2 separate regions of the Rattus norvegicus genome follow, and region 2 is linked to region 1. Evidence: chromatin contacts called from public HiChIP or PLAC-seq data. All regions are on one chromosome and are shown on one strand. The core of a region is the stretch at or near the end of the contact, and the rest is flanking DNA. Distances in the headings are between cores, read along the strand shown.

Region 1 (7,240 bases), core at 1,851-4,350:
TTATGTTATCTTATAATAAGTCAATGTCTGTCCTAGGGTCATGTTTGGGAGCTTATAAACCCTTAGAATTCTACTAGTAACAAAATTATGTTACTCAGGAGTCCCTTGAGAGACGTGTAAATCTATGCTACAATAATACCTTGGAACATGGACTGCTTACCAGAAAGCCATGCTATTAGGTTAAGGTTTTGAGACAACCGCAGCACTATTGAAAAGAGCCAATGGAGGGGTAGGGGATGAAGACTAAGGCTGGAAATTATATTGATCATTTGGGTTATGTAACAAAATCTCCACAGAAGCCTCTGGCTGGGGATCTGCCAGGTGGGTGGCACACCCCTTTCCTTTTTTTGGAAAAAGCCAAAGTTCTACATTCTGGGCTCGCTCAGATTTGATCTGTCTTTTCCTTTGGCTACTTCTGATCTGTGTCCTTGATAATAAAATTCTAATCACACAACACAGAGGTTTGTTTGAGTTCTATGGATCATTTTAGTAGATTATCAAATTTAAGCATGTCATGTGAGCAACCAAATATAGTAGACCAAAAGCTAAAGTGGCATGAAGTGGGTGTGTGTGTGTGTGTGTGTGTGTGTGTGTGTGTGTGTCATGGTGCACGCCTTTAACCCCAGCACTGAGGGAGGCAGAGGCAGGTGGATCTGAGTTCGAGGCCAGCTGGATCTATACACCAAGTTCCAGGATAGCCAGGGCTACAGAGGGAAATCCTGTCTCAAAGACAAAAATAAAACAAACAAAAAAAAAAAAAAGAAAGAAAGAAAAAGAACTTAAGAACTTCAACGGATTAAGGAAATCTGCCCTGCCCCTGCATAGCCCAGCACAATAGAGCCAGGATCTGAAGTAAGAGAAGTCTGTGTCAGACTTAGTGGTGTGTGTTAATTCCAGGTGGTCAGTGCCTGAACTGAATCACATTGTATGATTTAATATTAGAATAGTTTTCTCTTTTGTTTTTTTGTTTTGTTTTTTTAAGACAGGGTCTTACTTACTATATATCCATAGTATATGTGTATATGTATATATACATATACATACACACACACACACACACACATATATATATATATGGTCTGGAACTCATTATGTAAACCACCTGGCATCAAACCGCCATGCTCAGCTTTAGAATCCTTCATTTAATGCCCACCTAAAAGTAATTTTAATTTCCCTGGGGCTGATCCTCAAAACCATACCAAGAAATAATTTCAGTTTGGGAAAATCTTGAATCTTCCAAAGAGGTAGGAAAAAATGCACTGCTGAGTCTTGACGATGTACATTTTACATCCCTCAAGTGCCTGAAGAAAGGCTGACAGATCTTTCCTAATTAAGGGACCAACCAAAAACTTCAAGAACATCGTCTCGTTCTTACCTGTTCATAGAGATCAATAAGGGTTTTGTCTGGCAATTTCAGAGACTGGATAGCCTGTAAAACAGTGTCCCAGTGGCCACTATTAATATCAGCCACAAAACTTTCAATGCTATCCACAGTATTCAGAGAGACAGTGGTTTCCTCCTGTAAGGTGGCCAATGCCCGATGTAAACTGTTCTCCTTCAAGTACTGCATGATTAGACGAATCACACTGAAAGAAAGAAAAGTCATTTAGTCTGGAGATCTTCAGTCATCAGAGCCTAAGGGGAACCACGAAACTTTCCAAAAATCACAGAATCAAGGTGGACATTTGTTTGAGATACTTTAAGCCTATAATAGCCATTGATTTTTTTTTTTTTTTTTTTTTTTTTTTTTTTTTTTTTTACTTTTAAGTCATCTGGCTAGGCAATAGTAGCATATTGCCTAATCCTCAGCATCCAGGAAGCAGAGGCAGGTGGATCTCTGAGGCCAGCCTAGTCTACAGACAGAGCGAGTTCCAAGACACAGAGAAACTCTGCCTCCAAAGATTTTTTTAATTAATTAAGTCATCTAAATTGCTGAAGGAAAATTTGGTCCATTAAAAAATGACAACAAGCAGAGCAGAGATGGTAGCCACCTTGAGTCTCTGGTAGACACCAGGAGGAATAGCTGCCTCACAGGCAGGCTGGGAAACTGGCGACACACCAGCAGCGCCGAGGGAGGGGTGGCTGGCAGAGGAAAACCAGCATTCTGGAGGCAGAGACAGCGAGAAAGGTGGGTCTCTTAAGTTCAAGGCCAGCCTGGTCTACAGAGTGAGTTCCAGAACAGCCAGGGCTACACAGAGAAACCATCTCAAAACAACAACAAACTAATAGTAACAATAACATATGAACATGCAGTTCATATAGAAGGGTATTCCAGGCTCAAAGATTGGTCATTAAGGCTATTATTAGGCCGTCCCCAAAGTAAAAAATCCTTTGCCGTTCCTGACCTGACTTAAGTTAGACCTTCCAACAGTGTTTGTCACTCTTTGTTTTATCTTTCTACACACTGACCATCTGCTACTGTTCATATTTTGCTTACTGTTTTTGTCTATTGTCTGCCTTCCTCAATCAAAGCATACATTCATTTCAGAAAGTAAAAGGCGGTGAGTGAAGTCCTGGTGAGTCCAAGAGAGCCTCTTCAATCAGTCACTCCCCGCCCACCTGGCTCCTCATCGCCCCCGCCTTCGCTAAGTATCATTCTTTGGACCCAATATTCAAATTCTCTATGTCCACACAGAGGTTCTCTATATACAAGTTGCAAACCTAAACACGACACCACACTAGATCTGATCAGATAGGAGAAGCAACCAAGAGACTTTAGGGTAACTGGTGCTTGGACCAGGAGGAAGAGTTGCCTCACAGGAAGGCTGGGGGACTGGCGACACACTGGCAGCGCCAAGGGAGGGCTGGCTGGCAGAGGAAAACACAGCAGTCAGATGTGCTCGGTGTTCCCCTGCACAGCCCCACGCCGCAGCCCAGGGGTTCCAGGGCCCTCCCCATGGCTGATTTCTCGCGGGCCCCCCCGAAGAGGAAGCCAACCCGGAAAGTGCTTGAAGGCCGCAGCCTCCGGCGCGCAGCCTCCTCCGACGCCCTCCCGAGCACCCTCCACCCTACGCGACGCCACGCCGCGAACACGCCACGGCAGGACTCACTCGGAAGACTCGATTTCGATCGACATAGCGGTAACGCTCCGGGTCTAGGCCCCACTCAGCACACAGCCGGTCGCACAACACCGCGCGACACCTCCGGCGGCCGCGCTACGTCACTTCCGCTCCGCTAGGGTCTAAAGGGCGAAGAAAGGCTACGCAGAGATGGGCGGTGCGTGAGGTATGGTGCCTTGCGTGTTTGTCAGAAGTCTTGTGAGGCTGGAGAGAGCGCTCAGAAAGTACGGGGATCTGCGGCTGAACCTGGCCTATGGGTTTCGCAAACACACCACCGACTCTTTCTATAGCCTTGACTGTCCCGGTTCTCAGAAATCCGCCTTCCTCTGCCTCCCTAGCGCTAGGATTAAAGGTGTGCGCTATCGTGGCCCGCTCCAGCTAAGAATTAAATTGGAAAAACTGCGGTTACGGAAAAAGAAATGTAACCAAATGCAGACTTGAGACTCCTTTCAATATAGACTTTAAATCATACCTTACTGGCGTGGCATGACCTAACTAAGGACAAAGCTCTTTAATGGAGTGCTTACCTAGCAAATCAGACAGGCTGGTTCAATTCCCACATAGTAAAAAAAGTGCATAAAGGCTGGAGAAATAGCTCAGCAGTTAAGAGCACTGACTGATCTTCCAGAGGTCCTGAGTTCAATTCCCAGCAACCACATAGTAGCTCACAACCATCTGTAATGGGATCTGATGCCCTCTTCTGGTGTGTCTGAAGACAGCTATGGTATATATATGATACACTATAGTATTATATATAATTTTATATTATTTACATTATTATTTATATATTATATAAAATAACATTTTTAAAATACATAAATTTTGATGAATTTTATAAGTAAAGGTTAGGGAGAAGGTGGGATGAACATGCAGACCATAGCTGGCTTCAAACTAATTATGTAGTTAAAGATGCCTCTACTTTCCAAGGGCTAGAATTACAGATGTGCATCACTGTGTCTATCTCCAATAAGAACTATTTTAAAATTCTCTTGGTAGTACACACACACTCGCACACATACATGCACATACATACATACATACACACACACACACACACACACACACACACACATACAGTCCAGTGGAAAATCTTGTGAAATTACATATTGAGATAATTTAGGGGTTTCTAATGGCCCTCTTGTCTGTTGCACATGTCTTCCCCACAACTTCTTTACAGTCTCCTTTTTTCCCCCAGCTCTGGGCATCAAAACCAGAACCTTTCAATATAGCCTCTCACATATTGTTTACATTTTCTTTTTTACTTGATTTTTGTTGTGTTGTGTTGTGTTTGTTTTTACATGCAGGATACCTCTGTGTGGCCCTGGCTGTCTTGGAACTTGTTCTGTAGGCCAGGCTGGCCTTGCTGCCTACCTGTTTCCTGAATGCTGGGATTAACAGTGTGCATCATCATGCTTTGGAGAAATTTTAAAAAGAGTAAAGCTAAGTAGAGAAAATGGCACATGCTACTGTAACACTGAACTTGACCTTGGATTAAAGGGGTGTACTGCCCTACCCAGCTCTCTTTCAGTTTTCCAATCACCTATTTCCCATCAACTCTAAAGAACACACTCTCAGCCAGGCAGGGGTGGCACACCCCTTTAATTCCAGCACTGAGGAGACAGAGGCAGGAAGTTCTTTGAGTTCAAGGCCAGCCTGGTCCACAAAGTGAGTTTCAAGACAGACAGAGCTACACTGAGAAACCCTATATCAATAATAAGTATAATGACTTCTGAAATATTCCCATTGTGAGACAACATAGGACTTACTTTTTTCCTTCCTTCCTTCCTTCCTTCCTTCCTTCCTTCCTCCCTTTCTTCCTTCCTTTCTTTGTTTTCTTTTTGTTTTGTTTTCTGAAATTGGGATTCTCTGTCTCCATGGCTATCCTGGAGTGAGTTGATTCTCTCCACCATGAGGAAGAATATTGAAGGGAGTATTACAAAATACTCGAAGGTCCTTGAGCCAAATGCTACTGAGAACACACTGCAGAAATAATCCCTAGGAGAAGTAGTTCCCACAGGCAGGCTGGATGGTGCAGGCCTCCAAGCCCAGGTACTCAGGAAGTGAGGTTGAAAGATCGCAAACTCAAAGCCTTCTCAGGCTACAAGGAATCCTAGGGCAACTTAGTGAATACCTGTCTAAAAATAAAAAGATGGAAAGAGGAACAGGGATATAAGCAGGTGGTAGAACTTGCATAGCGTGTGCAAGGTCCTGGGGTCAATCCTTACTACTTACTACAGAAAAGAAGTAATTCCAAACAAATAATCATATTCTCTTAATTTTTCAATCACTTTAACCTTAGGAGGATCTTTTAGAAGAGAAAATCTCTGTGGTAGCCTTGTAGGAGTCTCTGGAAACTTTACCAAACACAGGATAGGTCCTCAAGAATGCAGAGCTGGCTGCACTTTTATTTTATACTCTAAAACCACAAGGTGGTCTTAAAAGGGTCGCAGTCGACTGGTGTAAGCTTCTGTGATCAAGTTGCTAAGGACAACAACCTGTTGTTAGCCTTTCTACCTTATTCTACTTCATGTCCCTCTTCTTAAGAATCTGTCTTGAAGAAACGGGGTGGTACTCCTGGAATATCATGAGTAGGTGTATTGCTCTCACTCTAGTTTTGATGAACCTGGACAGGGTGTTCAAGATGCAAAGCCGGAATATAAGGCTTCTAACAGTATCATTATAAGAGGCCCCATTAACAGAGACAGCCAGGGTTCCCATGTTGTCCAAATTGTACTCCATTGGCTCTCCTTTGTCCCTCTAGCCTTGATCCTTTTAAATAAGTCTTTGGCATTCTCTTGTGCTATTTTTGGACTGACCAGTATAGTAGAGAGCTGCCTATCTTGAACTCGTTGGATACCTATTGCAGTAGCACTCGAGGTCATGGACCCTGTCATGGCTATTCCTTCTCCTTCTCCTTCTCCTTCTCACTTTATTATATATAAGTACACTGTTGCTGTCTTCAGACACACCAGAAGAGGGCATCAGATCTCATTACAGATGGTTGTGAGCCACCATGTGATTGCTGGGATTTGAACTCATGATCTCTGTGGAAGAAGCCCCCTTCTTTCTTCCTTTCTCTTTCTTTCTTTCTCTCTTTCTTTCTTTCTTCCTTCCTTCCTTCCTTCCTTCCCGTCTGTCTGTCTGTTTTGTTTTGTTTTGTTTTGTTTTGTTTGTTTTTCTTTTTCTTTTTGCTTTTGCTTTTCAAGAGAGGGTTTCAGTGTATAGCCCTGGTTGTCCTGGAACTCATTCTGTAGACCAGGCTGACCTCAAACTCACAGAGTTCTGTCTGATTCCCAAGTGCTGGGATTCCCAAGTACTGGGATGAAAGGCATGCACCACTGCTATTATTTTGATGTGGTCTGATACAGCCCTTTTTATTTCCCACATATTGGTTCTTTCTATGGCCTGAACAGGTGGCTCGGTTAAACATGTACCTTTGTGTTGTTAGCCAGGTTTTGGTTAGCCATTCCAGCGTATAACTCCAGTATAGGTAACTTGCCTTGAACACAGCATGTGCAGGGTAATAACCTAAAGAATGAGTCATCCTCTCTATGGTGTTTCCATATTATTGTCGGCGCCTGCACCGCCAGTGTGTGAGTATCCGGCGTAGGTCTGCGGGATTGAAAGAAAACACATACACAGGTCATCAGTTTTCAGCGAGTGCCACCAAGGCTTTACTGAGATCTCCTTATATACCCCAGGCAAAAGCCAAGGAAAACAAGGCAGGTGAAAATCCCCAACCAGGAAAACAGGAAAAGTCTATGTGGTGAACGTTCCGGCCCAAGCAGGGGCATAAACAACTTCTTAACAACAACAAGCAGGAAGGCTCAGTGGGGAGGAAGGGTGCCATGGAAAATCCCAGCCCCAAATCAGGGGCTAAGAGCAGCTGCTGAGGGTGTAAACAATTTCTTGCTATAGCAGGCTAAAAGGCTCATCGAGGGAGGAGGGAAACACCAAGGTAGGGCCCAACATATTATTCCTCACATTTTCCTCCATAACCATCCTTTGTCCTCTGGCCTCTCTTCCAAAAGCTCTCACCAGCTGGGAGCCCTCCGAAAGGAATCACGATCTGCTTTGCTAGCCTGTGCAGTGCTATTTCAACATGATGAGATCTGAGGCATGACCCAAGACTGACCTTTTCCCAAATAGCAGCACCTGAAGAAGATAAGGCAAAAGTCCCT
Region 2 (7,394 bases), core at 4,046-6,545, 210 kb after region 1:
TCAAGTCTAGAATGATCTGCAGACCGAAACCAAGTTCCAGGCTAGAGAAAACAACAGAATAAGACTATATCTCAAAAACAACCAAAACCAAGAAGCCAAACAAGCCACATCATGTCTGCTCGCAAGAAGAGGGTAAATTTGATGTTAGCGGCAAACGCATTTAATCCCAGCTCTCAGAAAGCAGAGACAGAGGCAGTCGGATGGGAGTTCAAAGCCAGCCTATGAGTTAGTTCCGGGACAGCGAAGACTACACAGAGAAACCCTGGCTTGAAAAGCCAAAACGAAAACAAAAAACAAAAAACAAACAAAAAAAGCAAGACAAAACAGAACGATAAATTGAAAAAAAATTTTTTTGTTGTTTTTGGAAACTGACTTTATCTGATAATGTCATTTCTAGATATTTATCCTAAAAAATAATTGAAAATATTCCTATATAATAGTTCATAAAAAATCGTACTCAGGAACAAAAAATTAGTATAATTCACATAGCAGATAAATTTCTTTAAAACGTTTTATTGCTATTTTACGTTTACGGGTATTTTGCCTGAATGTATGTCTGTGTATCATGTGTGTGCTTGGTGCCAGTGGAGATCAGATCCTTTGGAACTGGAGCTACTGACTGGTTTAGAGCCTCTGTGTGGGTGCTGGGAATTGGACCTGGGTCCTTTGGAAGAGGAGCCAGTGTTCATAACTACAAAAGCCATCTCTTTAGCCCCTAAAGTTTTTATTTTAAATTTATTTTAACTATGTATGTGTGTGTGTGATGTTATTTCTCCAGCTCTAATATAACTTCTGTATATGATTTTGTAGTCACGAAAGCACCTTTTTTGTCCTTAGGATACTTTAGTGAGTGCGGGTGAACTCAATGTTGTGAAGAGGAAAATGTGAAGCACATGGCTGAGGAGAGAGCCTCGAGGTTTGGTTCTTGCCCAGCATGTTTGATTGACCCACAGTACCATGAAAAAACTAATAAGGAGGGGCTGGAGAGATGGCTCAGCGGTTAAGAGCACCCGACTGCTCTTTCAGAGGTCATGAGTTCAATTCCCAGCAACCACATGGTGGCTCACAACCATCTGTAAAGAGATCCGATGCCCTCTTCTGGTGTATCTGAAGACAGCTACAGTGTACTTATATATAATAAATAAATAAATCTTTAAAAAAAAAAAACTAATAAGGAGCTTTATTCAGAAGAACATTTTTTTTCTTTTTTCTTTTTTTCGGAGCTGGGGACCGAACCCAGGGACTTGCGCTTGCTAGGCAAGCGCTCTACCACTGTGCTAAATCCCCAACCCCTCAGAAGAACATTTTCTTCTTTCGCTTTTCTATTTCGAAACTTGAGCTTCGCTTCTTTCCTTTCTCCTTCCTTCTCCTTTCCCTCCATGCTTCCCCACTCCCTTCTCTCTGACAGAGCCTGACTCTATTGCCCCAGTTGGCATGGAGCTGGTCTTAGTTTCCAGAATCCTGGGGTTATGGGCGTGTGCTGCAACACTCAGTTTTGAAAGGTAAAATTCAAATTCGGGAATTGAATGTTTCAAAAAGAAAAAGACACAGGGCCTGACAGTGTATATTACACAGCCAGTTCCAAGACAGCTTGGGCTGTAAGAACCCACCACTCTCCCACCCAGGAAAAAAAAGGCAAAGATCTATATAGTACGAAATACAACTAAAAATGCTATAACTCCAGTCAAAAGCTCTACCACTGCCATAATGCTTGTTATTAAATTCTTTACAGTGACGGAAACCTAACGAGATGGATCCAGGCCTATCACGAGCCAAAATACTGGGTTCCTATGGTAGTAAGAAGGCAGAAGCTAGGTGGGGAGGAGCCAGTGCCTCAGCACCATTGACATCATTTGATGTACTCTGCCCATCCGGGCTCCCACTCCATTTGCTTGAAACCTCTCTAATCAGCACAGTGACAAGTACCAGCAACAGCAGGATCTCTGTTATCATACAACAGAAATTGAACAGTAGGCAACTTCACAGTAACTTCAACGCTCCTGCAGAAGTAGTAGGAAACACATGAACATACAATGAAGAAAGGATTCTAGCCAGAGAAAACTGTCCATATATTTCCTCAAAAATCTTGACAATTAGGCTGGGGAGATGGCTCATTGGTTAAGACTGTTTTTCCAGAGGTCCTGAGTTCAATTTCCAGCAACCGCATGGTGTCTCACAGCCACCTGTAATGAGATCCGATGCCCTCTTCTGGTACATCTGAGAACAGCTACAGTGCACTCATAAATTATTTTTCTAAAAAAATCTTGACAATTCTGTCGCCATGTTACTTCGGATCTGATGTTCATCCAGATTTTGCAAAGTCTAGTGTAGAGTAGTTCCTTAACAAGTTGAACAGACAAATGAAAGAAAACGGTTCTGGTTTGAACACTGGAAGACAGGGGCTGGAGAAATGGCTCAGTGGTTAAGAGCACTTGCTGCTCTTGCAGAGGACCAGGCTCCAGCACTCACATGGTGGCTCAGAACCCTCTAGAATCCTAGTTCCAGAGGAGCTGACATCCTCTCCCAGTCTTCCTGGACACGGCACACACGGTACACAGACACGTAAGCAGGCAAAACATTCACTCACACACATTAAACTGAAAGTCACCATCAGGTTTAAAAGCAGTTTAAAAATCCGCCCTTTGGGGCTGGGGATTTAGCTCAGTGGTAGAGCGCTTGCCTAGGAAGCACAAGGCCCTGGGTTCGGTCCCCAGCTCCGAAAAAAAAGAACCAAAAAAAAAAAAAAAAAATCCGCCCTTTGCAGGAAGGGACTTTAACCCCAGCACTCCCAGAAGCAGAGGCAGGAGGATCCCTGAGAGTTCAAGGCCAGCCTGGTCTACAGATTGAGTTCTAGGACAGCCAGGGCTACACAGAGCAACACTGTCATGAAAAAACTAATAAATAAAATAAAATAAAAAAGTTCTTTAGCCATAAGTACTCAAGATGAATGAGAACACCTACCCTTAAATATGAGCTTCTGAAAAGGTAGTGGAACTCCTGTGGCCTCTTCAACAAGCTGAGCCAGGTCTTGGACAATTGGCTCACTGTTACCTTGCTGTGGGGTAACAAGAAGGTCATACCTCTCATTGCCTGGAGAAAGAAAAGCATTCAGTGAAGACAGCTCTTTCCCATAAGCCTAAATATAAGCTGCTGCTTTCTTATGGAGCTGAGGACTGAATTCAGCCAGGCAGAAGATGCTGATCACATGTCCAGAAGCATATACTGGGAATCGGCACGCTCTACCAAAAAGACCTGACTCTGGAGGGGAGAGCTTGGTTGTGCTCAGAGTCCAAGCGTTGTCAGGTTACCCAAGTTAGGGTCACACTTGCCTCTACCCATAGACTACCTATTACAAAGCTTGTCTTTGTGACCTTCCTGAGGGTTTGCTTCCTCTAACATAAAAATGCTATTTCAATGATGGCTGACTCCTTAAGCAACTATACACAATAAACTGTACAAGACTCGTTCTGTGCACAATCTCAAAACACTCAGGACACTGTTATAAAGCAGCAATGAGTCTAATTAAGACTCTCTCGGGGAAACCTTCAACCGTTGAGCTGTTGAGTCAGAATTTGACCTCAGCATCCAGCTGGTTCCAAAGCCCACACTTTTCCATCACAAGTTGCCTGCCTCCTGTGGCCTGGCTGTCCTATTGTCTCTGTGGCATTAGTCTTGTTTACCCTGATGTCACCAGCAAGGGGCTGTTTTCCTCCAAGTCTTTCATAGTGGGCACACCTAAGTACAACATAGTTAATGCTCAGTAAAGATAAGTGAATGAAACCAATCAAATGACAGAGGGCTTTTTTGTTTTGTTTTGTTTTGTTTTGAATTGTTTACCAATTCTTTCTAAGTAAGTGGAGTGCAAGTCTACCTTTAGACTGCTCTCCTTGACAGTCAAGGGTCAGAAGGAGCCCTAGTTCTCTAGCTGTGCTTCACAGACCAGAAATCAAGAGGCTTGGGCTGGAGAGATAGCTCAGTGATTAAGAGCACTGACTGCTCTCTTCCAGAGGTCCTGAGTTCAAATCCCAGCAACCACATGATGGCTCACAACCACCTGTAATGAGATCTGGTGCCCTCTTCTGGTGTGTCTGAAGACAGCCACAGTGTACTTATATATAATAAGTAAGTAAATCTTAAAAAAAAGAAAAGAAATCGAGAGAGAGAAAGAGAGACAGAGAGAGAGACAGAGAGAGAGAGAGAGAGAGAGAGAGAGAGAGAGACAGAGAGAGAGAGAGAGACAGAGAGAGAGTGTGCTAGCTCATCTCAAACTGCTGGATATAGAACCACGGTTTAATGGCAAAGTTTGTTAGTCTTTCCTGACTGACTCTAAGGAAATCTCAAGGTTTCAGCTTTCTCGTGTACTTCCCAAAGTTTTTAGTTCTGTGTTGATTTAGCCAGGTGTCCAGAAAATAACTCTTGGACTCGTGGCCCATTGAACCTGTGGTTCTATGACAGCCGGATCCAGCACCAAGTTTGTACTCTCTACAGGAATGGATGTCCGGAACCACTTAAGTTCTACACACAAGAAGGCCTAATACGAGCCTGACACAAAGACTCGCGATTACTCACACACTGAACTTTACTTCCATTTAGAGGATCCAATAAGTGTCCTAGGACATAACAAACCGGCCACACTGAAATATGTCCTGACACCAGCCTTAAGCCAAAACATTCCCATGTTTTCTTTCCCCAGGACTACACGTGGCCAAACCCACAGATCCCAATCCGATCTACGGAACCCTCCTTGGCGCTCACTGTGGGTGACGACCACGCTGAGTGTGGGTGGTTCCATTTCCTCCGTCTGGACCATCTCCTCGGTCTGGGCCATGTTCTCGGTCTGGGTCACCTCTTCCGCTACCGTAATCTCCTCGGTCTGGGTCGCCTCCTCGATCGTGGTCACCTCCTCTACTTGGGTCGCCTCCTGGGTCCCGGTCACTTTCTTGCTGCGGGTCAACTTCTTACTTCTAGTCAACTCCTTGCTGTGAGCTACCTTCTCGCTCTGAGAAGAGCGGGGCCGGACTTTCTTCTTCACCCGCGGCTTGCAAGCGCCGGAGGCGGCGCCCCTGGTGGATCGGTCATGCCCGCTGGCTGCACTGCGGACAGATGAACGCTGAGAGGGAGGCAAGCCACGCTCGGCCCGGGACTCCGACTGGCGCGTCTCCCGGGCCGACCGAGGGGCGCGCAGCCGGGGTCCCAGCGGCTCCTGGTCGCCTCGCGGTCGCCGCGCGCCGCCGCGATCCGCCAGGCCCGCGTTTGTTCACGGAGCAGCGGAGGCAACGGGGCGCGCAGTCTTGCAACCCCGCCCCACTACTCACCAGTTCCGCCCCATCTACTCGCCACGCCCTCGGAATGACTCCTGCTTCAGGCCCCGCCCTATCCGCCCAGCCGCGTCTAAGCCCCACCCACTCCGCCAAGGCACCGCCCTATCCTTCCTCATAAGCCCCACCTCCAGAAGTCTTTCCACCTCTCCCAGAGCTCCGCGCTCCTTCTCCGGAAGGAGGAGCTGAAAACCCGGAAAAAGGATCGGGAAACTCCAGCGAGTACTCTGCGCTTGCGCATGGGGGGGGCCGGAAATTGAAACCGGAGCGACTACGCTTCCGTTTCTGGTATTTCTCCAGTGTTTGGGTTTCCTCGCCGCCGGCCGAGATGAACCGATTCTTCGGAAAAGCGAAACCCAAGGCTCCGCCACCTAGCCTGACTGACTGCATTGGGACGGTGGGCATTTGAATTTGTATACCTCTGACACTCCGACCCACCTATTCCGAATTCGTACTCCACCCCATTCCTGGTTCGGGCCCATTAAACCTCAGTCTTCTTCCCCATCCCTGTCATCCCTGTTTTCCAGGTCATTCCTGACCCCACAAACCAGACACTCTAATCTCATCATTCTCTCATCCTTACTGCACTTAGCTCTTTCCGCTGCCCACTGTGCCCCACCCCTTTCTCGCTTTGGTCCTCACATTTCAACCTACCTTTCCTAGGTCACTACGCCCCCTTTCGTCTAACCTGGCCTTTTAAAAATCTTTTTTTTTTTCATTCCTCTTTCCTTGCCCATGTCAGGGTTAATATAGCTGTACCTTAGTTCTGAATCTGAGTAGCACAAAATTCTGAATCTTGGCCCCTCCAGATGAAACCTGATCTCGGAGATGGCATTAGATCTCACCATAGCCTGTGTTGATTGCTTCATTTTACACACCTTCATGCTGAGTCCCAAACTGACTAGTCTCCCACTTGGGAAATCTCAACCAGCCGAGCGATTCCTAAATTGTTTTCCTCTGCCATATCAGAATCTGGGAGGTGGGAGAGAGTTTATGAAAACCCTCCAATGGTCCTGGATGGAATTCCCCACCCTTAAGAAAACCACTATTTTCTGCCTTTTGCTCTATTGCTCCTTTTGTTTTCTTTTCTATATTCCTTCCTCTTCTCCTGCCCCTTTTTGTGTAAACATATTATAATAATTACCACTACATGTGACATTTTCCTCTAAGGTGGATAGCAGGGCAGAATCCATTGACAAAAAGATTTCCCGGTTGGATGCTGAACTGGTGAAATATAAGGACCAAATCAAGAAGATGAGAGAGGGTCCTGCTAAGGTAAGGTTGGTGACAACTGTTGTAGGAAGTACTGTGTAGGGAATGCTGAAGGATACAAAAAAAAATTTTTTTTTCACACAGTCTGGTAAAGAGAAAATACCTATTCTTCAGGGAACAGAGAGTGCAGCCATAATTCAAGAGGGAGGCTGGGTTTTAATGTGGAAGGTAGAAGGTGCTGATCACAGGTACTGGGAATCAGCACACTCTACCGAAAGGACCTGACTCTGGAGGGGAGAGCTTGGTTGTGCTCAGAGTCCGGGTGTGTCAGGTTACCCAGGTTAGGAGAGATAACATGTAAGGTCAGTGCTCTAATACTGTCACTACTTAATAGACTGTGGATATATAGCTGTCTTGTTTTTTTTTTTTTTCCACTTCCATAGCTTATTAACAGTATGAACCAAGGATGGTGTAGAGGTCCTCAGATTCTGAAAGGGAGAGGTTGGATAGCTGCTGTAAATTGTTTCTAACATGAGGACACGATAGTGGTTGAACATGTTATATTTATATGGAAAGCAACTGGTTATACACAGTGTGTGTTGTTGGGGTGGAAGTGGAAATAAAATGCCTAGGAAAAGGAAGAGGAATTCAGGGTACAGAGAGTGGGGTGCAAAGGGCGCTGAGACATACCAACTGGGCCTTAGCATTATCTGCGCTCGAAGCTTGAAGAAGAAGAGTAGATTCAAGGAGCCTCTGTGTCTGCCATTTTGAAAAAGAAACAAGTAGCTGTATGGGTCTGAGTACATGGGAGACTTCTTTTGACGTCTGGGTCCCCCTGTTTTAATTACGTCTGTTTTTCTCCTC

Evidence for each region. HiChIP or PLAC-seq counts read pairs in DNA pulled down with a chosen protein or histone mark.
Region 2: an H3K27ac HiChIP or PLAC-seq map of oligodendrocytes shows a contact between it and region 1, with 4 times the contacts expected there. The contact joins the promoter of Bag1 here to the promoter of Smu1 in region 1. A contact is called at or near these places in 4 of 12 Hi-C or Micro-C datasets (the A7r5 cell line, the Rat2 cell line, Schwann cells and 1 more) and 1 of 1 datasets of contacts at active chromatin or transcription factors (oligodendrocytes).

What each region holds. Positions count from the first base shown.
Region 1 is chr5:60,668,151-60,675,390 of GRCr8, forward strand. It overlaps Smu1 (SMU1, DNA replication regulator and spliceosomal factor), which reads right to left and starts at 3,101. Exons shown (of 12, transcript NM_057195.1): 1 at 3,051-3,101; 2 at 1,376-1,586. The coding sequence starts at 3,076.
Region 2 is chr5:60,871,764-60,879,157 of GRCr8, forward strand. It overlaps Bag1 (BAG cochaperone 1), which reads right to left and starts at 5,296. Exons shown (of 7, transcript NM_001106647.3): 1 at 4,756-5,296; 2 at 2,962-3,090. The coding sequence starts at 5,245. Chmp5 (charged multivesicular body protein 5) reads left to right here and starts at 5,606. Exons shown (of 8, transcript NM_001025410.1): 1 at 5,606-5,715; 2 at 6,489-6,593. The coding sequence starts at 5,647.